Regions from separate parts of the Anas platyrhynchos genome. Here region 2 is linked to region 1. A link is a contact called in public Hi-C data. All regions are on one chromosome and are shown on one strand. Each heading gives the region's core, a stretch centred on a gene start, on an enhancer-like site or on the middle of the called end of the contact. The rest is flanking DNA. Distances are from core to core; before and after follow the strand shown.

The links. A called contact is a pair of places that touch in the nucleus more often than the background predicts.
Region 2: a contact with region 1 is called in a Hi-C map of F1 follicle, with 4 times the contacts expected there. The contact joins two enhancer-like sites. A contact is called at or near these places in 5 of 8 Hi-C or Micro-C datasets (F1 follicle, F5 follicle, liver and 1 more).

The regions. Positions count from the first base shown.
Region 1 is chr3:99,107,451-99,111,632 of IASCAAS_PekinDuck_T2T, reverse strand. No RefSeq gene overlaps it. Among named protein-coding and RNA genes, the nearest start is that of MYOM2, 20 kb to the right of the region's middle. Within about 2 kb of position 2,417, at least 3 of the 8 cell types and tissues checked have an H3K27ac peak or open chromatin away from gene starts, as enhancers often do. A contact at or near this core is called in F1 follicle and F5 follicle, where this site is marked.
Region 2 is chr3:99,208,830-99,212,589 of IASCAAS_PekinDuck_T2T, reverse strand. ARHGEF10 (Rho guanine nucleotide exchange factor 10) reads left to right here. Exons shown (of 28, transcript XM_072036375.1): 16 at 1,227-1,372. Among named protein-coding and RNA genes, the nearest start is that of ARHGEF10, 56 kb to the left of the region's middle. Within about 2 kb of position 1,994, at least 3 of the 8 cell types and tissues checked have an H3K27ac peak or open chromatin away from gene starts, as enhancers often do. A contact at or near this core is called in F1 follicle and F5 follicle, where this site is marked.

The DNA.
Region 1 (4,182 bases), core at 1,168-3,667:
GTCTATCCAAAGTACTTGAATCCAGAGCTGAAGTGAATTACCAGACACCCCTTTGTGGCCACAGGCTCTGCTGCCACCAGGGCAATCTCTCCATCAGCCTGCCATGAGCCAGGGCAGGAGCTGCAGCCTGCTCTTGTGTCCCTCTTGTTCCTTATGGCTTCTTCTGAGTGCTTTGGGGTGCTGCTCCCAGCAGCTCCTGTGGCAGCAGCAGAGGGCAGGGAGTGCTGAGGGAAGAGGAGATAGGTTGTGGTGGTGGAGATGTTGGCTGTGGGAGCTTGTTTGGGTGGTTGACAAAAGCGGTACTCATGGTCCTTGTTATGGTTCTGGTCATGCCAACATCCTATTTGCAGGATGATGGTGGTGTCCTTCCTGGAAGAACTCTGATGCTACCTATACATGTTGCTGAGGGGTGTGAAGGTTGGATTTTACCTTAGGTGGGCTGGTGCTTCACTTAGATGGATGGTAGATATGCTGTGGGATCTCAGGAGCTCTGTGGTCTTCAAACTGGAGACAGCTGATTGCAGGAATGGCCTGCTGTGGATGGAGTAAATTAAACTGGTAGAAGGTCGTTCTGCTTGTGTTATCAATTCCAGTTTGGGGAAAAGTTCAGTGCTATAATTAAGAAGAGAATGTTTTCTGCCAGGAAAAGCTGTGTTTCACTCAGGGAAGCTTCACGGTAGAGCTAACTGGGAAAGCAGGTATGGGCAAAATATTACAGCTTAAGGCACCAAAAAGCTTGGAAGTGTCAATACTCCAGATTATTTTTAAGAAATCCTGAAGGAGTCGCTGAGCATTTGACAGGAATGCATGTCCCTTTTCTCCCAGTGACTACTCTCCAAACTAGGCTATATATAGTTATATCCCTGTTACGGCCTATTGGATATTTCACTATCCAAAGCCATATGCTGCCGCTTGCAGAGAAAAGAGTGAGAAAGTCATCTAGAAAACCTTTGGGACTGCTGTCTGTACAAAGGCCTTGTGATGATAGGAGTTCTCATTTCCCCATGTAGAGAAAAGGGATGAAACTGTTATTCCCTCACTTATACTACAGCTCTGACCACTTGCCTCTGACCCACAAGGCTCCCCCTCTGCATTTTGTGCAAAATGTGATCCAAAAAGTAGGTTCTGGGTAAATGAGACCTTACAAGTGTGACAGGAGTATTTGGTGGACTTGGATGGCACATGGTGATCATGTACATTTAGATCTGTGCAATAGTGTAGTTAGGTTTTTGATGGTGCTCAAGGGGGCATTTAGGTTCTCAGGGCACTGATGAATTAGATTCACAATGACAGGCATGCTACAGAGCAGGCAGTATCTTCCGATGAACACAAAATGTGGGTTTTTCTGAAATCCTGTCTCTTTGGAAGAAAAGTGCTCCAGCTCACTGGGATTGACAGTGGAGTTTCACCCCTTGTGTTAGCCGCCTAAAATCACTATTTGCAAATGCGAGACTGGCTCTATTCTTTTAAAATCTGTGGCAGTTGTGCTCCATGCCCTTCTTTAGCAGTTTCATCACTGAGACCAGTCCTAGCACCTTCTGTATTCACCTCAAATCTGCAGGCTGAAGGCAGTCTCACCCCTCTTCAGGACAGCACCACGATGCTGAGAGATTCAGGACAAGAGAGAGGCAACACGAGAAGGTGCTTGATGTTGCACCCTGCTACAGACAGGTCCAGACTTCTGGCCCCTGCTCTCGGTGTTGTTCAGTGGTTTATGCAGCAGTTTTAATGCAAAAGGCATGAGTATCCTGGGGTCAGGGATGAAAACCATCTTCTCTTGCCTGGCTGTGGGCCATCAGCACTGCAGGCAGGGATGTCTCTTGCTGTCTCTGATCTCCTGGCACTTGCATTCCTCCCAGCAAAGAGCCCGGTTGCTGCTGTGCATCTGTCTTGCTTAACAAGTGAAGTCAAAAGGAACCAATGCAGCGTGATGTGCACGCAGGAGAGAAGGATTAGACTTATATTTAACTTTGCTATGCTAGTTTTACTTCAGTTTTAATTCACCCCAGCTTCTCCACTGGCTACCGTGGAGTTCCTCTGACATCTCATATGGGCTCAGCAGTGTGGCGAATCAAGCACATCATTGGGAGCTCCGCACAAGCATTATAGAAGCAGCTGTACTTATTATTTGTTCACACAGATCTCAGCCCTCTCCTCTACTGAGTCCTTTCACAGCACTTTCTCTTGCTGTGTCAGTTTTGTGGTAAATGATATTGCTAATCTTTCAGGCTGGGCCTCTGTATACAAAATGCTTCCTCTTTGCTGACAACTTGCCTGCGAGGGATTTTGTGCTGCAGACCTTGGAAAAAAATAGAAAAAACAGAAGAGATAAGTGTTCATGTCCCCCTTTTGTCTGTGTGTGAAAGTGAGTGTGTGGAGTTCTGCCTGGGCAGTTGCACAAAAGGGCCTTTCTCTTTGCTCGCCCTTGAAGCTGAGTTTCCTCACTGTTCCCACTGTTCTTCTCGCTGGATACCATTCAAGGGACAAATTAGGGTAACGAAAAGTCCTCTGCTGTTCAAAGGGGTCGTTGCAACTTACATAAAATACATGGACTTCTTAAAACCATATCCAGTTCCTCAAAGGGGTTATTGTTCTGTCATACCATCTTTTTAATTTTTTTCCTGCATTTGAATAGCTTTAATAATTTTAAAGAGTACTGAATAGTAACATATACAAGAATGATTTTTCTTCCTAAATAGGTATAAAATATCATTAAACCTTGACTAGAATAACCTTCGTATCTGCAAGCTATTGTGCTTATGCTTAGGAGTACTAAAATAGTCATATTGGTGAAATGCTGTACCCAGCTGAGTCAATGGAAAGTGCAAATAATTATTTATATATATATTTTTTAAAGCAAGGGGATCAGCTTTCACCCGGGGGTTCATTGGGGTTATTTTTTGTGGAAACTAAGCATATGCTCTAGGTGTCCCTGCCTGAGCCAGGGGGGTTGGACCAGATGACCTCCAGAGTTTCCCTGCATCCTTAACCATTCTGTGGTTCTGCCAGGGACACATTGGTGTCATGTTTGCAAACAAACACTGAAAGATAAATACTCCAGGGAGAAAATCTCATTTCGTGATCAGTAAATATACTTGAATTTCATCTTTTCTGGGGGACTTTGCTTTAACAGGTTAGGGCTAAGTAAAATGCTTTGGCTTTACCTTTCATCTCTTTCAGAATGGCTTTGAAAACATGTAGGAAATTGCAGGATAGATTTGGTCAAGCTGACTGCAATTCTGTCAAGAGAAGGGAGCACAAAGAACATAAACAAAGTAAATGTAAGTATTCCAAGGTGTACCAAGAGAGGACATAACGTCTCTTAACCAGGGAGCAGCAAATCTAGGATATTAAGAAAAATGATGTGAATATGTTGGTAGATGCAGATGTTGCTTTTGCTGTCCCAGGTTATGACTGAAGTTTTTGGGGAGATACATCTGAGCTTGCCTTGTACATGAAGTTCCAGGTGAGCAGCAAATAACTCATATGCTCTGAGCACTTACAAAAACAAATATTCCACAGCATGAGCTCAGGCTGCTGATCTGATTATACTATTCCCTTGAAGATCTTCAGACTCTGAGTTTTCTTCCTGGAGTTCACCAGAACAATGTTCATCTCCTGGACATAATGAAGGGACATTTTTCTTGCATCCCATTCCCAGACTGTTTAGGCAATGTAGGGTTTATATTTTTTAAGTTGTTGATGTAATATAATGTTTCATGTCAACTTTCTGGACAAGGTCCTGGACACCTTATGTCTGCCTGTTTTAACCATTTGGTCTGTCTCATATTTGTCCCTGTCTTGTAGTAACAAGCATACCAGTTTCCTCCTGTTTCCTTTTCAGATTTTACCTTCTGCATCATCCACACAGAGGGTGTCTGTGGCTTTTTTCCATATGTCGTTGCTGGCAATAAAAATGAGCTTCATGACAGCAAGGAGGAGTCTGCTCTTCACAGCTGTTTTATCACAGAGAATGTAACAGAATGCATTTTCTTTCTGATCTTCTTTTCTGGAGATGGAATCGTGCAGTGAAAAGATATTGTAAAAAGCAAGAGGTCTGAAATCAGATCTGAAAACCTGTGGACTGTCCCTAAGCAGAGACAAAGCAAGATATTTCCCTCAAAGCTTAAGCAAAAGTAATAAATGGCACAAAATGCTGCTCTTGCAGATGAGAAATTAAAT
Region 2 (3,760 bases), core at 745-3,244, 100 kb before region 1:
GCATCATAAATGCTTCTGTTTTTCCCAGTGCTTCAATTATTGCTTTCATGAAGTTATAGATAATTGTACTTATTCTGGCATGGAGTAATGGAGGCATGCTAAAGGAGTGCAAGGAGTGCTTTTGTCTGTGATTCATAAAAACCCTGGTAGTTTTAAGAACAGAAAGTAGTCAACAAGAACATACTTCTATTAAGCTATTTATGAAAAAAGAAATACTGAATTTATTGTCATCCTGGCATGTTATTTCCATTCTAAGTGCATTAAAGAATGGGTTCAGGTAATTTACTTTTTCTAGTTCTCATAATCCTGCTTTTTGAATTAGCTACTAATGATTATCTACAAGTGACTGAAAGAGTTAAAGACACAGAGTGTACCCTTTAGCAGGTGGTCGAGATTTCTTTTTATCAGTTGATAGCAACTGTAAAGTCTCCTGTTCTGTACCAGGAGACTTGAGATCTAGCTGCGTAGTCACTTCAAATCATTTAGCGCCTTGTGCAACTTGTGACTTAATATTTGCTTATACAGATTTAGACAATGCCATTATACAATGCCAGGCAAGGTGAAACAGGTGGTGAAGGAAATGGATAGATAGGAAATGGGTGCGTTGCAGACCGTTTTGTTTTCTCTGCCACTATGGAGATGTATTTGACCTGTAAGGAATTGGTTCATGCTTGCACGCAAGGCTGAGCCTCAGCACTTGAAGGAAAATTGCAGGAACAGTTTACATGTCCTGCACCTTTTGAGCATGTCAAGTTCTTGGCAGTCTGTGGAAATATGCCAGCTGCACTCCTTTGCTGGTTTTGTAAGCCAATGTAGACAGAGAAGCTGAAAGCATTCTTCTTCCACCCACTCTGACTTGCCCCTTTGGGATGGCTGGAACCATGTGTAATGTTTAAACGGACTATGAAAGAAGAGGTGAAGGAAGGAAGTAGTAGAAACTGTGGAAGCTATGACTTTTTTTTTCACTAGAGGATCTTTATCAATATGGAAGACTTTCAGTGCAATTACATGTTCCATATGAAGAATTAAAAGCCCTGCAGGACATATCCTGGGGTTATGTTACTGCTGCAGGAAATGAAAAGCAAATCAGTAAAGACATTTAATTCATTTGGCAAATTCACTTGTGAGCTTGTAGTCATATGGCAATATTGCATTTTTGTTGTTGTTGTTCTGGATGTTAGATGAACAGTGTATAATAGACGATGTTGATTGTTTTTAAAATCTAGCTACTTAGCAGTGGAAACAGATACCTTGTGCGGACTGATGATATGGTTGAAACAGTTTACAATGACAAAGGAGAAATTATCAAAACCAAAGAACGGCGACTTTTCATGTTAAATGATGTGCTGATGTGTGCAACGGTAAACATACGGTAAGACTTGACTAATATTTTTTACATTATCATTCAAGTTTAAGCTGGAAATGATGACAGTGAAAAGAGTTTTTGTTGTTGTTGTTTTTACTATGTCTAATGATCTCTATCAGTTGTCATAATGAACGGACAGCTGGCTTTTATACACTCTTCTAAATTGCCTGCTGATATTTTGAAGTTCCAGAATAAATTTGTGTGTGTGAGCACGTGTGTGTGCGTGTGTGTGTATATATATATATATATCTCAGTTGGAAACTTCAGTTAGAAATGTGCTGTAGAATCATCAGTGTTCATTAGGGTAGAGTGGAGTGCAGATATACCATGGTAGTTTTTTTTTCTCTTCTTCCTTAAATTCGTGCTGTCACACATCTGTAACCTGACACGATTTGGAAGTTAAAACAAAACCAAAGCTAATGCGTGTAGCTAGAGAAAAAAAAAAAAAAAGGAACACGCTAATGAAATTCCAGCTGGGGAAGGGTTTTTATCTCTGAGACCAAATGTTGAAGGATTAAAGTTGAGGTGCTTTGAAGAAAGCATTTTTTTTAACATGCCTTCTGTTTTAGTTGGCTGTAGCTATTACTGTTACTATAGCACTGTGTATGCCAAGGTCACATTCACATTCCAATGTTGCTTGTATCATGAATTGCTTTGTGTGTTGGTACATTCTGACAGAGAAAATGTAGACTGTTAAAATCTTCCAAAACCAGCTTTTCTTAAGCATAATATGAGTTGTTACATTAGTTCGTTGGTGAAGTCTGAATGCAGCGCACATTTTTGCAGTAGTAGTAGTAGTGTGAATGCTTGGTCTCACATTAGTGAGCAAGAAGTACATTTTCTGAAGAGCAGTTATTACATGGCAAAAGCTTATATCCAATTGTCCCGGGAATTCTTTTCCTTTACAATTTATTCAGTTCTTTAGTAGCTTTTGACCACTTTTTGTCATTTTTTCATTTTGTCATTTTTTTCCATGACATCATTGTCTTGGATTTTTTGTAGTTGGTCCTGAAGTGGCAGTGTGCACTCTGTTTTCACTTTGCGTCTGAAAAGTTCATGATTTTGCCAAGTCTCTGGCTTCCTTGTTAAGTCAACAGTTCCAGTTATAACTAACAGCGCTGTTGTTCCTGACATTAACTGTTTTTTTCACTGCAGAAGAAACTATTTTGTCAAGCAAAATATAGTTAGGGAATGAAGGAAATAATATGCTAAATTTCATTGATTATACTAGTATACAGTCCAGAATTTTTGGTCCAAATGAGCTGTTTTAGCTGTGTAGAAGTTAAGCATTCTGTTATAGCAGTGGTTTTCAAACTCAGCTTTGTGCACGCCTACCTATTGACCGCTGGAGGTGTAAACTTCTTCAGAGAATTTACATGTACAGGTAGCAGAACAGCACATGTCAGCTCAATTTTCTTAACCACCTTTTATCAGTCTTTACAGAAATAGTCCGACATCCCAGGAGCCTGGCAGGCTTTGGTTCCAGAACAATATTCTGTAGCTGACAAAAGATGCATTTCTGCAGTCCGTGACCCCCAGAAGGTCCTTCTTCACGTGTAGCCTAGATGTCCGGCTTAAACTGGAGACCTAACTTTTAAGTAGCAGGAGTTGGACAGGGTGGATGCTATCCCTAGCGACTGAACAGCTGTGTCCTGCCCTCTCGTGTTTTCTTTCTTTTTAACTAGATCTAGAGTTCATAAATATTTGCTTAAGTTGTGGTACTTGTTTTTTCTGTTTATTCTTGTCTCTCCTTTGAAACAGAAGTGTGACTGTGTGGTGAATAATTAGCTGACTAGCTGAATGTTGGTGTCCAGATACTGTTCTCACTAAACACTCCAGGCTGATTTCTCCAAAGCTTTTATTTTGCTTACTTCAGCCATGCTTTCTGTGAAGGAAACATTCCTGTTTCCTTTCATATCTCTTTTGTGCTTGATAGTAGATGTTTGTTACATATGCTTGAATGTGTGAATAACAGAATGAAAGAAACAAAGGAAAAGGAGCCAGTGAATTCTATTTCTATTTCAAGTAAGCTTCCTCAGCGTGCTGTTTCCTCTGAAATGCCTGTTGTGATGTACACTTCTGTTAGCAGCAGCTCACATGTAGATTCCTCTTAGAAACCACAGCAATTGCAAAAAGTCTCCTGTAAAGAACATCCTGGGCTTTGGACTTCGCAGAAACGTTGGCTTGTCAGCATTTGAGAGGTTGCATTGCCCTTCCTCCTCCTGGTAGTCATTTCAAGGTCCCGTCATCCAGGCTTTCTTGAATGCAGCAGTTACTGCTTTTTAGCACTGTTTCAAGTACTGTCCTAAAAGACAGTACAAGCAAAAAGAACTAGGAAAAAGTGGAGCCATAGCATTGTCCTATGCGCTCGTGTTTGGATGTCAAGATGCATAT